Regions from separate parts of the Sus scrofa genome. Here region 1 is linked to region 2. A link is a contact called in public HiChIP or PLAC-seq data. All regions are on one chromosome and are shown on one strand. The core of a region is the stretch at or near the end of the contact, and the rest is flanking DNA. Distances in the headings are between cores, read along the strand shown. Region 1 has its middle 59 kb from the start of BLM. Region 2 holds the start of ZSCAN2 (zinc finger and SCAN domain-containing protein 2).

The links. HiChIP or PLAC-seq counts read pairs in DNA pulled down with a chosen protein or histone mark.
Region 1: a contact with region 2 is called in an H3K27ac HiChIP or PLAC-seq map of alveolar macrophages. The contact joins the enhancer-like site here to the promoter of ZSCAN2 in region 2. A contact is called at or near these places in 1 of 5 promoter capture datasets (fetal liver), 14 of 47 Hi-C or Micro-C datasets (alveolar macrophages, embryonic fibroblasts, heart right ventricle and 7 more) and 1 of 2 datasets of contacts at active chromatin or transcription factors (alveolar macrophages).

What each region holds. Positions count from the first base shown.
Region 1 is chr7:53,282,424-53,287,183 of Sscrofa11.1, reverse strand. No RefSeq gene overlaps it. Among named protein-coding and RNA genes, the nearest start is that of BLM, 59 kb to the left of the region's middle. Within about 2 kb of position 2,718, at least 8 of the 83 cell types and tissues checked have an H3K27ac peak or open chromatin away from gene starts, as enhancers often do. A contact at or near this core is called in alveolar macrophages and embryonic fibroblasts, where this site is marked.
Region 2 is chr7:52,955,047-52,960,049 of Sscrofa11.1, reverse strand. ZSCAN2 (zinc finger and SCAN domain-containing protein 2) reads left to right here and starts at 2,043. Exons shown (of 9, transcript XR_002345788.1): 1 at 2,043-2,197; 2 at 4,208-4,721.

The DNA.
Region 1 (4,760 bases), core at 1,469-3,968, 330 kb before region 2:
GAGGCGCAGGAGAGGAAGACTACAGGAGAGGCTGTGGCTGTCTGTCGGTGGCTGGGCTTCCACAACATGCTTTTTTTTTTGGCTTTTTTAGGGCTGCACTCAAGGCATATGGAAGCTCCCAGGCTGGAGCCAAATCAGAGCTGCAGCTGCCAGCCTACACCACAGCCAAAGCAACGTAGGACCCAAGCCGCGTCTGCGACCTTTACCACAGCTCACGGCAACCCTGGATCCTTAACCCGATGAGCGAGGCCAGGGATTGAACCCTCAACCTCATGGATCCTAGTCAGGTTCGTTTACCACTGAGCCAAGAAGGGAATGCCCAACATGCTTTTCTTGAGAGGCAGGTGGATGTTGGCCCTAGGTATGCACTTCCTGTGGATCGATGTGGGCTACAGGTTTGAGATGGAGCAACCAGAAGTGGGTCTGGATCAATAGATCTCCCCCAGGTGAATTTGTACCCTGCGGGGCACTGTGTGAAGACGTGTTTGATTGCCAGGACTAGGGGGCGCTCCTAGCAGGGCTCCTCTAGTGGGCAGAGGCCAGGGATGCAGCTACAATGCACAGGTTAGAGGGGAGGGCGGTATAGGGTTGGCACTGGGAAGTCAGAAGAAGTTCCCATATGGCAGTCTGAGGATGCGAGTTCGATCCCTGGCCTCGATCAGTGGGTTAAGGATCTGGTGTTGCTGTGAGCTGTGGTGTAGGTTGCAGACAGGGCTCAGATCTGGCACGGCTGTGGCTGTGGTGTAGATCCACAGCTGCAGCTCCGACTCTCCACTTAGCCTGGGAATCATATGCCGCAGGTGTGGCCCCAAAGAGAAGAAAAAAGAAATAGTAATTGTAAGAGTGGGAGGAGCTGGGTGACACATAGTTGGGTTGCCAAACAACAGGTAAGAGAAAGGCTCCAGAGGCACAGCCCGGACGGATTCCTGGGGGCCACCCAGCAGTCCCTGGGCAGAGCCTGTGTTCCCAGGCTCCTGCCTGGAGCACTGCTGAAACCTGGAGTGGCACTGAGGCGCTCTGTGAAGAGTCCCACCTTTTGTTGCTGTAGGTCTTAGCTGTCCACCAGGCCGACTTTGGCATCTTTCACGGGCCCACACTGATAATCCAGTTCCTTCCTCAGTGCTGACAGAGTCACTTCTGGGTGCTCTCGGCCTCCATTGTGCCCATTTTTCCTTTATTATTATTATTATTATTATTATTGCTTTTTAGAGCCGCACCCACAGCATATGGATGTTCCCAGGGTAAGGGGTCCAATCAGAGCTACAGCCGCTGGCCTACACGATAGCCATAACAACGCCGATCCAAGCTGCTTCTGCAACCTACACCATAGCTCACAGCAACGCCAGATCCTTAACTCATTGAGCAAGGCCAGGGATCGAACCCGAAACTTCATGGTTACTAGTGGAATTCATTTCGGCTGAGCCACAACAGAACTCCTTTATTCTATTTTATTTATTTTGCTCCATTTTTCCTTCACAGAGAGGAGACTTTCTGACTTGCACCTTGTAAATGTCATCGCGCTGGCTCTGCTCCCCGTGTCCCTGGCGCTCCTGCCACGGGTCTGTGAGATATGGATGTGGGACGGGCATCTCTCAGTGCCTCTTCCATCGGGGATAGTGCTGTGATGGCAGGCAAGAGACACTAAGCTGGCCGCAAAAGAAATCCATTGGAAGGATGTGGAGCCCCTCCCAAAGTCAAGGAGGAAGTCGAAGAACCCAGGCTGAAACCTGGGAGGAACCAGGAACCAGGGAGGCCTTGGGGACCAGAAGTGGGAACTGATTGATAAGTCTTGCCCAGCCTCTACGGGGATGGGTCAGCCCCCACCTCTTCTCTGCCTTTTTTTTTTTTTTTTTTTTAATTTTTTGACCATGCTGGTGGCATGTGGAAATTCCTGGGCCAGGGGTCAAACCTGCCCCACTGCAGTGACGACACTGGATCCTTAACCTGCCACACCACAGAAGAACGCCTGCCTTTTATTTATTTATTATTTTGGCTGCGCCCATGGTATGTGGCAGTTCCCAGGTCAGGATTGAACCCATACCACAGCAGTAACAACGCCAGATCCTTCACCCACTGCACCAAGAGGGAGCTCCCTCTTTTCTGGTTTTGCTTCTCTCCATTCAAGGATCGGCATCCCAGGAGAGAGTGCACAGGTGGGCCCAGTGCCCTCCCAGCCAAGGGGCTACAGACCCCTGTGTCTGATTCTCATAGGTAATCCCAGTACTGTTCCCTGAGTATGGAGAGCAGAGGCAGGGCTAACGAAACGAGGTTCTGGATCTCCTCTGCTCTGTTGGGGGAAGATTCTGGATGCTTGTTTCCTGGAAGCCCCCTCCCACAGTTCCCAAGAGCCCCCTTCTCCATTATAGAAACTCCTAAACTCTGAGCCTCAGATCCCCTTGCCGCCGATGGAAACACAAGGTTGCATAACAATTTCAGGGTGTCACTGCTCCCCAGTCTGTATAAGTCCCTGAGGTGAAGAAGTCTCTCCTCTCACCAGCCTCTGTGTGGCTCAGCTGCAGGCCTCACATGCTGTCTTGCTGGGGAACATGCAATTTAACCATTTCACGCCCACGGACACGTGTGTTAACACAAGCAGAGCCCCAAGTCTTGGCTTAATCTTGAATATTTTTTTTTTTTCCCTCAAAGGGCAGAACACGATCTTAGTCACTGTTTTGTAGGGAGGAAAAAGTCCTGTTTGTCCTGATGATTCATTTTGGTGGTTTTTGGACGATGTTGTATTGATTCATGACGGCTCACTCAGCATCTGGTATGTATTAAATGGGACTTTCTCTTGGTGACAGTAAAATGAAAGATCTTAAACCAGGCTGACATTAAAAAGAGGCCTGGTGGGAACGCGAGAGTTTGAGCAATCTTCAGGACTCAAGTCAATTCAATCAGAGGCTGTATGGTCTCAGCAAAGTGAGCAAAACCCGACATGTGGCTTCGGTGCGGCGCTGCCCATGATGTAATGTCTGCTCCTCACGTTCCCGCCCATGAGTCTTTGCAGGTCAGATTGCTTCCCACAACCTGCTGTTTTATCCTGAAGCCATGGTCCCAATAGACACGTGGGGAAATGGGGGCAGGAAGCTGTCGTGGATGCTGCTCCGGGGCCAGATCCTCTCCAGTCTATCCCTGGATGTTTTCCACAGAAGCCCAGAGGCCATCCAGTGGTTCTTAATGGGGGATGATTTTGTCACCCCAAGCAATGTCTGGAGACATTTTTGGTTGTCACAGCTAAGAGGGTGCCACTGGGATCTAGAGCATAGAGGCCAGGGATTCTGCTAAACATCCTACAGGGCTCAGGACAGTCTTCACAGCAAAGAATTTCCCAGCTCCAAATGTTGATAGCACTGAGGTTAAGAATCTGCTTTAATCCAAACTGATCCTAAGTCCCACGTGACTTGACTTCAGGTCATTAACTGACTTAATAAAAAGACCACTAGTATGGTTAAAAATAGATCTTTTGAAAGAGCACATAATTTGTGTTTAAAAAGTGTCTATATCTTACCTAGATCATAGTCTCTAATATCATTCTCCACCGGAAAGAACCAGGGTGCCTGAGAAATGGCTGTTTCAGGGCTGCAACAGATAGCAAAGAAGGTATCAGAGACTATGGGGTCAGACTAAAAGGACACAGGAGCCAACCTGAAGAGGCTCTCTGGGGTCAAACATGGGATGATTTGAGCATCGAAAGGAATAATGCAGGAGTTCCCGTTGTGGCTGGGCAGGTTAAGAACCCGATAAGCATCCATGAGGATTTGGGTTTGTTTACTGGCCTTGTTCAGTGGGCTAAGGATCTAGCGTTTCTATGAGCTGCTGGTGTAGGTCACAGACACAGCTTGGATCTGGTATTGCTGTGGCTGTGGTACATACAGACTGGCAGCTGCAGCTCTGATTTGACCGCTAGCCTGGGAATTTCCATACACTGCAGGTGTGGCCCTAAAAAACAAAAGAGAATAATGCAAATATGCAAAAATTCATATCTGTAATCATGCAGCTGTTAAAGGTTTCCTTGTCTTAAAAAATCATATTTCTTTTGCTTCTTAATACAAAGAAAAATGACAATACCAAGGTTTATCAACAATGGAGCAAAAGAAGTTTGTATCACCTTGGCTAAGCTCCCATATTAAAGCTGCTTTGGAAAGTGAGCCACAGTTTGGGTCCACAGAGGTCACACAGTCATCACCAAACAAACCATAGCCATACACATACCCTGGGATGGTTGCAGCTCTCACGTGGGAAAGAGTGAGAAAAAGAGAATAATGTGTGAACAGATGATTACAGAATAGATGAATAACTCTACGGGAAGGTGCTTCAGCTGGAATCTTCCTCTTATAACTGAAAATCCAACTCAAGGAAGTTTAAAGAATGGAAAGAAGTTATTGACACATACTCAAGGGAGCTAGACAGTGCATGAATTTGAATGATCCACAGGCTGTTCCTGGTCCACCATGAGAGAGAACAACATCGGTAAAGCAAGATTGCAAGATTGTCTATTGGGCTGCACCCTGCAGGCCTGCAAGTCTTGTAATGGCCCAGCTGCGAGACTGCAGAGAGAGCCCAGAGCCAGTGACAGACACATGAGTGGTTATTGGATAGGGGGTCTTACATACCACCGTGTACAGCAGACAGCAAGTAGGACATAGCAACAATCATCCCTGCTCAGCGGAGAGAAAGAGGCTACTAGTTATAGGGGGAAATGACGTCAGGTTGGCTCATCAGTTACCAGGGAAACCAGCAGCTGGGGCAGGGGGCGAGCA
Region 2 (5,003 bases), core at 794-3,293:
TAAATGTGATTTGCTCTCTATCTCAATAAGGGGGAAGCTGACATTGGCCAGGGCCGACTTCTCAGAGAATAAGGCAGAGGACAGACATGGCCAGTTCCAGGATTCTCCTGTGACAACATAGTGCCAGTTTCTTGTGGTCATGGGTTGGCTTGGGATAGGAGCAGAGGAAAAGGAACTCTTAGGCTGCTGGGAGCTTTCGGCTATATCCGACCCCCTAACCTCCCACCCCAACCAAACAAATATTTTCCCTTTTGTGTAAATTCCATTCCCAGTGCGAATGGAAAAGTGGAAAAACAAATTTTTGTTAATACAGGATCGTGTCCAAGAATTATCATCCTCAATCATTTTGGAGATCTTGTTGTCTAGGAATGCTAGTCATTGGAGAGATCGTGGCTGGGAATTCTGCATCCAGGATCTCAGTGCAGACTTCTCAGGCCAGCCTGGAGGTGGTGCTGTTTGCATGTAGTCACTTTGGGCTAATTAAGATGCTATCCTACCAAGTATGCAGCACTCAACTGCTGAACCTCGCTTTGCATCTTTATACTTAAATTAGTTCAAGAGGTTAGTTAGTGAAAAATTCGTGAAATTCAAATAATCTTCGGAGTAGTGCAAAAAACTTTCTAAGAGTGACAAAAAATTCAGAAGCTATGAAAAGACAAGACTGACAATTTGGAGAGCATAGACATGTAAAAAAACAGCAAAAAGGGAACAGTAAACTGAGAAAAATAATAGCAACTTTTGTGACAAAAAACCATTTTCTTAATATACTAAGAGCGTTTATGAGTATATTCCATTAAAAAAATTGGAAGATAGGAGTTCCCGTCCTGGCGCAGTGGTTAACGAATCCGACTAGGAACAATGAGGTTGTGGGTTCGGTCCCTGCCCTTGCTCAGTGGGTTAACGATCTGGCGTTGCCGTGAGCTGTGGTGTAGGTTGCAGACGCGGCTCGGATCCTGCGTTGCTGTGGCTCTGGCGTAGGCCGGTGGCTACAGCTCCGATTCAACCCCTAGCCTGGGAACCTCCATATGCCGAGGGAGCGGCCCAAAGAAATAGAAAAAAGACAAAAAAAAAAAAAAAAAAAACCCACTAATAATCATGAAACATTTCTCAAACACTCATGAAATGAACATTAAATTTTCATGAACGTGAAATTTAAATGAAAATTAAATGCAGTCACTTGATTGTGGGTGCCCCCAAAAATTGTTCTGTACAAAAACACCAGATTGTTCTATCACAAACCATTACTGTCTTTCTCTTCATTCTTATATTTTCCCCTTGGGTTTCCAGGCAGTTAGTTACTCACCTGTTGTCATATGGTGATGGAGCAGCCATTCTTCAAGAGCGCCAACCGTGGGAACATCACAATAGAGGCTAATCTCCCATTCTCACCTCCCAGTGCTGAGATTAACAATAAGTAACACTGGGATAGGTACTAAAATGGAGACATGGAGCAGGTGTGCCACGGGCGGTGTCTCTGCCTAAGCAGGTTCCACACAAAAGGAGATGAAGAAAGAATCGGAGGTGCGCGGCAGAAGAGGCGAGACAGGGCTTTCCTCCAGACGCAGGAACAAAGGGGTGTGCAACAGCCAGGTGCGAGAGTAGATCTGCAAGTTGGGGGAGGGGCGCCGGCCTCACAAGAAGGGGTTTCTCTGGTGAAGATTCCTTTCCAGCTCAAGCACTGCTTTCGGCCGTCGAGGGGCCTTACAATACTACTTGCCACACAGTTCACAGTTCACAGTTCTCTTCCATCCAACTTTCCTTTTTTGCAGACAACTGGAAGACTTAAAGAAGTGAAATGACCTGTCCCGGGTCACAGCTCTGGTCCACACTAGGTTGCCTGACTTGCAGTCAACCGCTTGTCCCGCCACTGGCCCTCCCGCACAGCGCAGGCTATCAAGCCCAAACTCCGTTCCTTGGCGGGGTCGGGCGTCTGCCAGGTGGACTACATCTCCCACAATGCCTTCGGCCCAGTCTCCCTCCCGCCACCCGGCTGGGCCCGGATCCGCCAGTAGAAAAGGAGAGTTTCCAGGGGCCGTTCTCGGTGGCCAATGAGCGCGGTGGGGGGCAGGCCTCTCCCGTCCATTGTTCTCGGTGCCCCTCGGGCTTGAGCCGCCGCAACTCCGGAGGGGCCGGGCAGTGCCCGGGGGCGCTTTTGCGCGCGGAGGGACTGCAGGAGCAGGATCTGGTCTCTGGAGAGGTGAGCCCGGAGAGACAGGGCTGGAGCCACGCGGCCGAGGAAGTAGCCCGAGGCGAGGGAATAACGGGCCTGGAGCCAGTGCGGGCAGCCCTGCTGGGGGAGGGGCGTTGGGGGCGCTGTCCGCGTCCCGCGCGCCCAGCTGTCCCGGTTTAGGCGCGGGGTCCGCTGAGAGACCGACGAGATGTGGACTCTTCTCCCTATCAGTGAGCTCTTTGAACGTCCAGCCTTGGTCGCAGGGTTTGGAAGGCACATTGGACGCGATCCCGCGCAGCCCCTCATTTTACGGATGGGGAAACTGAGCTTCAGAGGGGGCGTGTCTTGCTCCGGGTCAAGCAGCGAATTAAACTGATTAAAAACGGTTTCCCGGGCTCCCAGATTAAAGAGTGGTGTTATACCTGTGTTTCTTCTCGCCAGTTGGTAAATGCACATTGAGATCTTCGGTGTTTCCACTAGCTTTTCTTTTTCTTTTAAAAAACTTTTTCCTTCCCTATTTTCTTTTCTTGGGGGAGGAGGAGCGTTATCTGAATATTTATGATGTGATGATTTTTAAAAATAACTTTTGCCTTTTAGTCTTTATTTTAAAGAATTTGTAGTTTCACTGCTGTCAACGTTTTGTAGAATTTCTATACATATTTTTTTCCTTGTGTATATATGTTCTTTTCTAAAAGGAATTGGGGTCATACTGTGTCTGGTTTTTCTGCCTTGCCAGGTTTGTTTTTAATCCATTTATTTTATATTATGAGGATTATCTTAAATCATTAATGATTAATAATTCTTGTGGAGCATAATTTTAAAAATATTTTAAAATACATACAGCAGAGTGCACAGATCTTTAATATGTACACGCTTATGCAACCATTGTCAAATCAAGATCTGGAACATTTCTAGCTTCTTTGAAACACCCCTCTCAGTTACCCTCCCAAAGCCCTAAAAGTAGTCATTATTACATCAGCATAGTTTTTTTTTTTTTTTTTTTTTTTTTTTTTTGTCTTTTTGTCGTTGTTGCTATTTCTTGGGCCGCTCCCGTGGCATATGGAGGTTCCCAGGCTAGGGGTTGAATCGGAGCTGTAGCCACCGGCCTATGCCAGAGCCACAGCAACGCTGGATCCGAGCCGCGTCTGCAACCTACACCACAGCTCACTGGCAACGCCGGATCGTTAACCCACTGAGCAAGGGCAGGGATCGAACCCACAACCTCATTGTTCCTAGTCGGATTCGTTAACCACTGCGCCACGACGGGAACTCCAGCATAGTTTTTAATACATTTTACTGTATGCATGTGTCATAATTTATTAACTCTTCTCCTGTTGCTGGATTCTTAAGGTGTCAGGTGTTTTCTTTGGGGTTTGTTTTTAGAAACAATGTTATGGTTGTGCATCCTTCAAACAAATTTCTGTTTGCAAAGATGATTAAAAAAAATAAATTCCTGAAGGGCCAAGGCCGGATCTAAGAGTATGACCATTTTAAAACTTCATGGTTTAAAATATGGTAATAAAAAATAAAATAAAATATGGTAATAAAGCAATTGAGATAATTGCCTTCCTTCCAGTGAGGCTCAAAGTGCCTTGACATTTGAACCATTGCTAATCCTTCAGATGACCCCTTCAGATAAGAAGGCTGGGTGTTATTATCTCAACTTATTAGGTGGTCAGTGAGGTTGTGTGATTGAGTTGTATGTTAGGGCAAGGTCACCCTCTCTGCAGTAAGTCTGAACTGACTTAGGGCAAGATAAGTCAGTCCTGGGTTCGTGGGAGGACTGTGAATTTCTGATGCTCATGCTTTCATCTTTGGGAAAGAAAAATACTGTATTTTTTGTGCTTGTGATTCTTCTTAACTTCCTGTGTTATAGAGGTATTCTCAGGAATAAGCCATTTTTCCTTTTAGAAGGTCAGGAAACTTCTATTGACTTGCGGATGTATGAATCACTTGGTGACCTGTTCTGGGCCGCTATGAGTTAGATTGCTTTAGGACAGATTGCGTATTGATTCTAGTTCTCTTTCTCATTCTTAGCCAGACACCTTATTGAAATTTGAGGAGGGATCTATCTTCTCAGAGAGCTGGGCTGGAGAAGACTGAAGGTCAAGGTTAGAAGCCTGAGTGATTCCCCAGAGAACGTGGATGATGGCCTCAGAGGTACCGAGAGTAACCAATCCTCTGAGCCCCTTAGTCCAGGTGCCTCAAGAGGAAGACGAGCAGGAAGAGGAGGTTGCTACCATGATCCTGGAGGATGACTCCTGGGTGCAGGAAGCTGTGCTGCAGGAGGACGGCCCTGATTCCGAGCCCTTCGCCCAGAGTGCTGGCAAGGGCAGCCCCCACGAGGAGGGGGCCGGAGGGCCTCAGGGTGCCCTTGGCCGTCTTCGAGAGCTCTGTCGGCGCTGGCTGAGGCCAGAAGTCCACACCAAGGAGCAAATGCTGACCATGCTGCCAAAGGAGATTCAGGCCTGGCTGCAAGAGCACCGCCCCGAAAGCAGCGAGGAGGCGGTGGCCCTGGTGGAAGACCTGACCCAGACTCTTCGGGACAGTGGTGAGATGCGGAACCTCATAGGGAGGGAGTGGGAGCGCCCCTCTGAGATGGAGGAGTGTGGTGTTTGCGGAGGAGGAGAAGGTGATACCAGGACTGAGTTTGGGTCAGCCCCACCCCTCTACTCTGTCTGCAGGCAGTCAGCACATTGTCATCCCACAGTGCCCTGGTTATGTGCAGTGACAGTCCCAGGATCTCAGGATAAGAGTGGCTTAAGAGGTCTACTCATGAAGCTGCATTTAGTTAACACACTTTTTACTTCTGTGTTTCTTTAGAATGGTTGGG